Linked DNA regions of Mus musculus: region 2 is linked to region 1. A link is a contact called in public HiChIP or PLAC-seq data. All regions are on one chromosome and are shown on one strand. Each heading gives the region's core, a stretch centred on a gene start, on an enhancer-like site or on the middle of the called end of the contact. The rest is flanking DNA. Distances are from core to core; before and after follow the strand shown.

Evidence for each region. HiChIP or PLAC-seq counts read pairs in DNA pulled down with a chosen protein or histone mark.
Region 2: a contact with region 1 is called in an H3K27ac HiChIP or PLAC-seq map of regulatory T cells, with 5 times the contacts expected there. The contact joins two enhancer-like sites. A contact is called at or near these places in 2 of 115 datasets of contacts at active chromatin or transcription factors (embryonic stem cells and regulatory T cells) and 2 of 9 other capture datasets (liver and pancreatic islet).

What each region holds. Positions count from the first base shown.
Region 1 is chr10:128,437,107-128,440,851 of GRCm38.p6, forward strand. Rnf41 (ring finger protein 41) reads left to right here. Exons shown (of 7, transcript NM_001164237.1): 6 at 202-305; 7 at 977-3,745. The coding sequence ends at 1,328. Among named protein-coding and RNA genes, the nearest start is that of n-TScga2, 20 kb to the right of the region's middle. Within about 2 kb of position 2,030, at least 47 of the 459 cell types and tissues checked have an H3K27ac peak or open chromatin away from gene starts, as enhancers often do. A contact at or near this core is called in regulatory T cells, where this site is marked.
Region 2 is chr10:128,634,880-128,638,820 of GRCm38.p6, forward strand. Ikzf4 (IKAROS family zinc finger 4) reads right to left here. Exons shown (of 8, transcript NM_011772.3): 6 at 1,762-1,911; 7 at 911-1,042. Among named protein-coding and RNA genes, the nearest start is that of Gm26876, 9.0 kb to the right of the region's middle. Within about 2 kb of position 2,337, at least 76 of the 459 cell types and tissues checked have an H3K27ac peak or open chromatin away from gene starts, as enhancers often do. A contact at or near this core is called in regulatory T cells, where this site is marked.

The DNA.
Region 1 (3,745 bases), core at 780-3,279:
ACCTGCCTCTGCCTCCCAAGTACTGGGATTAAAGGCGTGCGCCACCACTGCCCAGCGTGGAGTGCTGTCTTCATGAAGCCATTTTGCTGTCTTTCTCCTGTCTTCCTGAAGAAGCTTGTAGTGTGCTGTTCCTCAGATCTCTCATTCTCAGGCCTACTGTTTGGCTAAAGTGTCCTCTCCGGTTCTCTTTCCACCCCACAGAAGCGAGACATTCAGCTGCTGAAGGCGTATATGCGAGCCATCCGCAGTGTCAACCCCAACCTTCAGAACCTGGAGGAGACAATCGAATACAATGAGATCCTCGAGTGAGTGTCACTTGGTGTGGAGTCAGGGGTAGGGGGCAGGGCCAGAGAGAAGAGCAAGAGAGACCCTCACTCCAACCCAGGCTTGTTGTTCACTGGGGTGGATGGCGGGGAGTCCTGGCTGAAGATGGAGTTTGTCCAGAACTACCTGGGGACCACCATGCACCTAGCATGTACTGAGAGCTTAGGGGTACTCAGGAGCAAACGGGGGTAGCTTAGCACGCGGAGGAGAGGGCAGAGTGTACATCCAGGAAAGTCTGTAAAATCCAGCAAGACCAAGCAAGTGAACAAGGGAAGTGTAAGACCACGTAAGACCCTGTCCATTTGGAGGCCTGTGTAGTTGGTAGACCAGACGGTAAGTGTGGAGTGGAGAGGAATAGGCCCGAGGACCACAGTGTAGAAGACATTTCTTCCTTCAGGACAGTCTGGCAGTTGCTGTGTGGTAGGCACCATGCATGCATTGAGACTTGAAAGAATAACAGCCTAGACTCAGGGATTGAGGATGGTGAGTGATGTGATGTGAACAGCAGGCCCAACTAGAGGAGAATTTGGGTTTTCTGGACCAATGCTAGTAAGAAAGTCAGGTGGCCTGCAGAGTGGAGGTCATCTCTGAGGAGAAAAAGCCAAAGCAGAGAAAGGCAGGAGCTGGCGTGACCATCCCAACCCCTCCACAGGTGGGTGAACTCCCTGCAGCCGGCAAGGGTGACCCGCTGGGGGGGCATGATCTCCACTCCTGATGCTGTGCTCCAGGCTGTCATCAAGCGCTCCCTCGTGGAAAGTGGCTGCCCGGCCTCCATCGTCAACGAGCTGATTGAAAATGCCCATGAACGCAGCTGGCCCCAGGGTCTGGCCACACTAGAGACAAGACAGATGAACCGGCGCTACTATGAGAACTACGTGGCCAAGCGCATCCCTGGCAAGCAGGCTGTAGTGGTGATGGCCTGTGAGAACCAGCACATGGGGGACGACATGGTGCAGGAGCCAGGGCTCGTCATGATATTTGCGCATGGTGTGGAGGAGATATAAGAGCGTAACTGGCTGTCAGGAAGAGGTAGAGTTGGAAAACCCATTGCTCCAGCAGCTGAGCCCTGACTTCTCCCACAGCCCTTATGCCGCGGCTTGTACCTGAGCCACGTACTCCCTGCTTCTGGCATGAAGGACTTTGGGGCACTTAGCTCAGCCTTTCAGCGGAGAACCCAGATTCCTGCCTTTTGCTATATTCTTTCCCCCACAATGTCTGTAAATTTTCAGTCAGGGTGGAGAAATCCCCACTTCTGTATTTTCCTGACTAAGATCCCCTGGTTCCCAAATATTTTCAGAAAGCACAAAGAAATTTGTTTTCCCTAGAGGATCAGGGTAGAGTGAGGCATTTCTAATTGTCTATCTCTTCCAAAACCAGGGAGTCCCAGCAGGCAGGAGTCCCAGCAGGCAGGCTTGCTGAAGTCACGCAGCATTGAGAGCTGCTCTGAGGAGCCAGCACCTGGCAGAAGGGCTGAGGGTGTGGCCCAAACCCTCTAACCAGTGAGGCCAAAGCCTGGTCCTCACGCGCATCCCTGTCCAGGCCGCTGTGAAGGTGCAGGCCTTGATGGGTGCGCAGGGTGGCCCCTGTGAGGGTGCACAGGGTGGGTTGTTGAAATGTTGCTGAACTCTTTCCTACACGTTTCATAATTAGGAAGGGAAGGAAGGGGTGGGCGTGAGAGCACTGGTGTTCGTACACTCAGCAGGAAGCTGCTGTCTGGCTCTGCTGATCCAGAACGGCACTGCCTCAAGAGGGTGTCTGTGTTGCCTCGGTGGCCCCTCTTCAGCCCTGTGATTGCAGTTAGCTTGATTTCCTTTGGTGTTGTTTGTTTATATTTCCAAGTCACAAACCCCATCTGTTACCCAGTCTTGTTTTCATAGGATGGACTGGCTGTGTCTCTCTGATCTAGCCCAGCCACATTGTTGGCAATTTAATTTATTTACTTTTTTTTTTTTTAAGAAAGGAGAAAAGAAAAAACATCAAGAAAACTTAAAACCTTTCTTATGCCCTTTCTTTGGCTGTTCCTATTGTGGGATTTGGGTAGGGTGGGGCTGGTAAGGTCTGTTTCATGTGTTTCCTTTTCAGCATGAGCTCTGGTCTGATACCTGCTCTGACCCTCCCCTCCATCACCCTGCAGGAGCTTTGGCTGTGGCAGTCCAGCGTTGATGCCTGTGACCCATGAAGAAATTTGTTCCCTGCCCCTTTAGGTCTCCTTGTGAAACCCTAGAATTAACTGGCTGGCACATGTGTTTTGAAGGTGACTCTTCCATGTTTCCTGAGGAAACTTCCTGTTTATCTGGGTTCTAACCTTCACCAGCCAAGTGGGATATAAATCAGATGTCTCCAAAGCCAGGCTGACTACACTGGCTCAGTCAAGTCCACCCAAGGACTTGGGGTCCATTCAAGGCTCTCTGGGTGGCTGCTGGGTCCCCCATGGTGGCTAGTAGAGTGAGCAAGGAGAAAGAGTGGTGTGATTATTTTAAAAGCGTAGGTGGGAGTGTGATTGGAGAGGTCAGAGGGCCCCCCTTCACCATACTCTAGCTTCTCTCTGGGAGTTCCACTTCAGGCTAGCCTGCTGTTGGTCTCACTGGTTGAGTCGTGTGCCTCCTGTGGGGTTGGGATAGAAGGATATAGCTTGAGGACCGTAAGAAAAAGTTGGGTGTTCCAGCTCCAGGACATTGTGCTCAGGAGTTTGAAAAAGGCTGCTATACTCAGTCGGGTTACTGGGTTTCTTGTTCCTCTTTGTGCCTGCCTGCCTTGCCCAAGCTCACTCTGTCTATTCCTTACTCTGAGATGAATGATGGAGGAGGCTGAAGTTTGCTTGCCCTTTGCACCAGTATCTGCAGCTCTTCCATTGTGCTGTGTGCTGTACATGGTGTTCACTGCACTAATAAATCTCTCACTCAACTCTAAATTCTTAGTCACCCCCCTTATGAAGGATTCTTCCTAGCTTGGTAATGCACCTTCCACTGACCTCTGCCTTGAGAGACCGTCTGTCTGGAAACTGCATACACTTCACACGCTTCACGTTCTGTGCTCTACTGCTCTCGTAAGCCTAACTGCATTCTCTTCAGAGTGTCCCTTTAGCCGGAATTCTGTTTTCCTAAATGTCCTGCATTCGGAGGATGCTACCGAAGACTTTAGCACCTCTTTCCAGCGAGTGGGGAGCTTCTGCCCTCTAGGGGCTCCTGATATTAATGTAGGGAGGAAACCTGAAACAGCTCTCCTGCTGTTCAGACCTTGACAAGGACTTTCCTGGCTAGGGAGATGGCTAGGGAGAGGTAAGAGCTCTAACTGCACGTGAGGATGTGAGTTCAAATTCCCAGCACCTGCATAAAAAGCTGAGCATGGTCAAGAGATAACTCCCTCGTTGTGTGGGGCAGAGGTAGAGGGCTTACTGGAGCTTGCTGGTCCCTATTTGAGC
Region 2 (3,941 bases), core at 1,087-3,586, 200 kb after region 1:
GGAACCTAACTATAACAGTATCCTTATTGATATTAATTAGTTTTGGGGACCCAACCCTGGGCTTTACATGTTATACATTCTCCCACTGAGCTATCTCTACAGTCCCAGGTGACCTCACTTACTTTCCCTGAGGGTCAGGCCCTGGGCAGGCTACAGTTCTAGAGTAAGGCCTCACTATGAACTCATCACTTTAAAATATTTCAGGTCCTCAGAGAGATGTCATTTGCGGGACAAGGAACCACAAGTTGGCTTCCTCTCACTGACTCTAAGATCAGCCCATGTAGACTGAAGTCCTTGTTCTCTTCAAAGGATGGCAAAGCTCGATTCCCCCCTCCCCCCGCCCCCGTTGAGTTCTCGATACTGACCGGTCTCTACTCTCTTTGTGTATATGTGTGTGTGCATGTGTGCACATTCATCACTGTGCTTGTACATGTGCATGTATATATACATATAAGCGGAGGGCAGAGGACAGACCACCCTGGGGATCTTCAGGACCACCAGCCACCATCTTTGAAACAGGATCTATCATGGGCCTGGAGTTCACCAGGTAGGCTAGGCTGCCTGGTCAGTCGGCCCCAGGGCACTGTTCTTTCTCTGCCTCCCCAGTGCTAGGGTTACAAGCACAAGCCATTATGCCTGGCATTCTTAGGTAGGTCCTGGGGGATGAAGTCTCTGGTTCTCATTGCCCTTTACAGACTGTGCTATCATCCCCCAACTCTCTTGAAGCACTCCCTTCCATCCACTCCCTTCCGAGTGGAACCCTCTGAGCACCACAGAGACCACTTGGCTCATTTTCCCCCCTAAATCAAATCTCCAGACCCAGGTCTCGCTGGTCTAATGGCAGTCGAAACTGTGATGTATTTGAGCTGTGGCTCGGAGCGGCTATCTCCTTTCGAACGGGAACTCTTACCTACAAACTTCTGTGGGGTGGAACGCTTGCGTTTGGTGAGGCTGTTGGCCAAACGATCAATGAAAGTTGGCCGTTCAGTCGATGGGTGCAGCATTGAGTCAGGCACCATCTCCAGGTCACGGATTTCATCACCTGGAGGGGAGGGGCAGGTGGGAGCTACTGAGTGAGGGTGGCATTGGCCCAGCAGCCTTTGCCTGGAGAAAACCGGCCAGTCAGTAGTCAAGAAAGGTTACACCTGCAAAACTGGGCTCTCTCTCTCTCTCTCTCTCTCTCTCTCTCTCTCTCTCTCTCTCCCTTTCTCTTCCTCCTCTAGCTCCCTCTCTTCCTGTCTTTCTTTTCTTTTTTCTTTTTTCATTTTATATTTTTGAGACAGGATCCCACTATGTAGCCCTGGTTGGCTTTGAACTCACTGTGTAGATAGATCAGGCTGACCTTGAACTCACAGAGATCCACCTGTCTCTGCCTTCTAAGTGCCAGGATTAAAGGAATGTACCACCATTGGGTCTTTACTTTAAGTTCATTCCAGGAACACTTTAGACCATTTGCCAAGAATCATCGTACATGTCCAGCCCTTGATCTTCGATTCTTTGTGCCTTCTCTCCCGCTACCCTGAGATTATAGATCCAAACTTTCTCTATGCTCCCTTCCCCCTGTAGACCTTCCTCTATGTCTGGATCCCCCTATTGACCTGTCCCAGAGCTGTGCTGGCCACTCATGGGGTGCTTAGGAACGAATGCTTGGATGGTTCGCTAAGGGCAGCCTCATCCCTGTGGAAAGAGGTGCTAGAATCACCCTTGCCTGAACTCCTGGCCCTACCCTCAGCTCCCCTATGGTACGACCCACAGCCCCACCTGGCTGGCCAGTCAGAGCTTGGGCATCAGTGCTGAGACTCTGTAGGTAGTTGTGGCACCTCTCCTTGTGCTCCTCCAGGGTACTTTGCTGTTTGTAGCTCCGGCCACAGTAGTTGCACTTGTAGGGTTTGCCCACGGTGGGGGAGGAGACTGTGGAGGGCAGAGAAGAAGCAGCATGAGAGTGACTTCCCCCTCCCTGTACCTGCCGCTGAAGAGTCACGCAGGAGGAGCAACTGTATTGTGCATGCAGAGGAAAGAACGTTGATAGCTTGATTTTTTTTTTTTTTTAATTGTCTTCCCTTCCCCAACTCCACATACATCAAAGAAAAGGTTAGCTAAAATCTGAGGAAGCCGTGAACGCCGTGCAGCTAAGGGAAGAGACCCCGTGGCCGTGGACATCGTACAGCTAAGGGAAGAGACCCCGTGGCATGCAGCTTTAGGCTGGTAGTGGGATTCTAGGTGCTCTTGCTGCTTCTCAAAGGAAGTGAAGACGCGAGGACTTAGCAGGGGATCTTTCCTGCTAAGCGCACAGGCCCCTCCCCAGGATCTCAGAGTCTGGGGCTCAGACTGTGGTTTAACCTTTCTGTGAGGCAGGCGGGTGGTGTCATGGCTGTTTATCAGACAAGGGGACTTTTTGCTTGCAAGCACGCCGCTTTGGTTGGAGGGAAACTGGCGGCTGAAGCAACAGAAAGGGCAGCACTGGTTGGTCCCTTCTTGTGTTGTTTTTACCTCCAGCCATTGTCTGGTTTTACTGATCTTTTTCTTTCTCTGTCATTATACTGAGGTACTAAGATCCGCTCGCACCCCAGGGAGCCCCACAAAGCAAAAGAATAGAGAAGATGAAGGAAAGGAAAGAGAATGAGTTTGCATTTATTTTTGTTGTTGTTTTAAAAAGAACGTGTTATAAAAGCTCTAAAGGGGGAAAAAAACCTGGTAACACAACTCTTGGGAGGAGATTTTTTTGGGAGAGGGGAGAGGAGGAAGCTCAGAGGAACAAGGTATATTTGTGTATATTTGTGTTTATTGCTACCATTGAGTAGCGTGGCAGCAGAAGGCATTGCTAGGAGATTGGTAATTATTATTCAGCCCCACATATGTCTCTGTTGGCCACCGATAAATCGACCTTTGCCACGTTGCTCTTGGCCCATAAATGACATGTTTAAGAGATGGAGTGCCAGGTCCCTCTCCACCCAAGACCCTTGGGGTTTGACGTGTTAGGAGAGGATCCTCTAGCCCTTTTTCTTTCTTTCTTTCTTTCTTTCTTTCTTTCTTTCTTTCTTTCTTCCTTCCTTCCTTCCTTCCTTTTTTCTTTCTTTCTTTCTCTCTCTCTCTCTCTTTCTTTCTTTCTTTCTTTCTTTCTTTCTTTCTTTCTCTCTTCTTCCCTCCCTCCCCCCTCTTTCTTCTTTCTTTCTTTCTTTCTTTCTTTCTTTCTTTCTTTCTTTCTTTCTTTCTTTCTTTCTTTCTTCTTTCTTTTCTTTCTTTCTTTCTTTTTGGTTTTTTTCAAGACAGGGTTTCTCTGTGTAGCCCTGGCTGTCCTGGAACTCACTCTGTAGACCAGGCTGGCCTCGAACTCAGAAATCCACCTGCCTCTGCCTTCCAAGTGCTGGGATTAAAGGCGTGAGCCACCACTTCCCAGGTTGCCCTTTATTTTTTACAAGGTGAATTACAGCAGGAAGCATCTCACAGAGATGGGACCTACACTTAAGTCTCCCCCCTTAATCTCCTATGAAACAATATTCAAAATCTATTCAGTTGACCTTGTTAAGGGTTTGTGTGCTTGCAGGACCTTGTAGTGAATATCTTTAATCCCAGCACCTGGGAGACAGACCCAGTTGTATCTCTGTGAGTCTGAAGCCAGCCTGGTCTACATGGCAAGTTCCATGCTATCCAGCGCTAAACAGTGAGACCCTTTCTCAAAAAGAAAAAAAAAAAATCTGGCCTTCTTGGGGGCCAAGCTATCCTAGCTCTGAGCAAGCCAGGGAAGTCACCCCTTCCTGAGAAAAAGGAGCATGTATTTTGACCATGGGGTCTTGATGAAGGCCAGCTAGGCACAGTCCATAACATTCATTTCCTTTCACACAGCATCAGTGTCCTTGTTAAACAAATGGGGGCCTTTGGGCTGGGGCTGTAGCTCATTTAGTAGCTAGCTTGTTGTGTGTGTGTGTGTGTGTGTGTGTGAA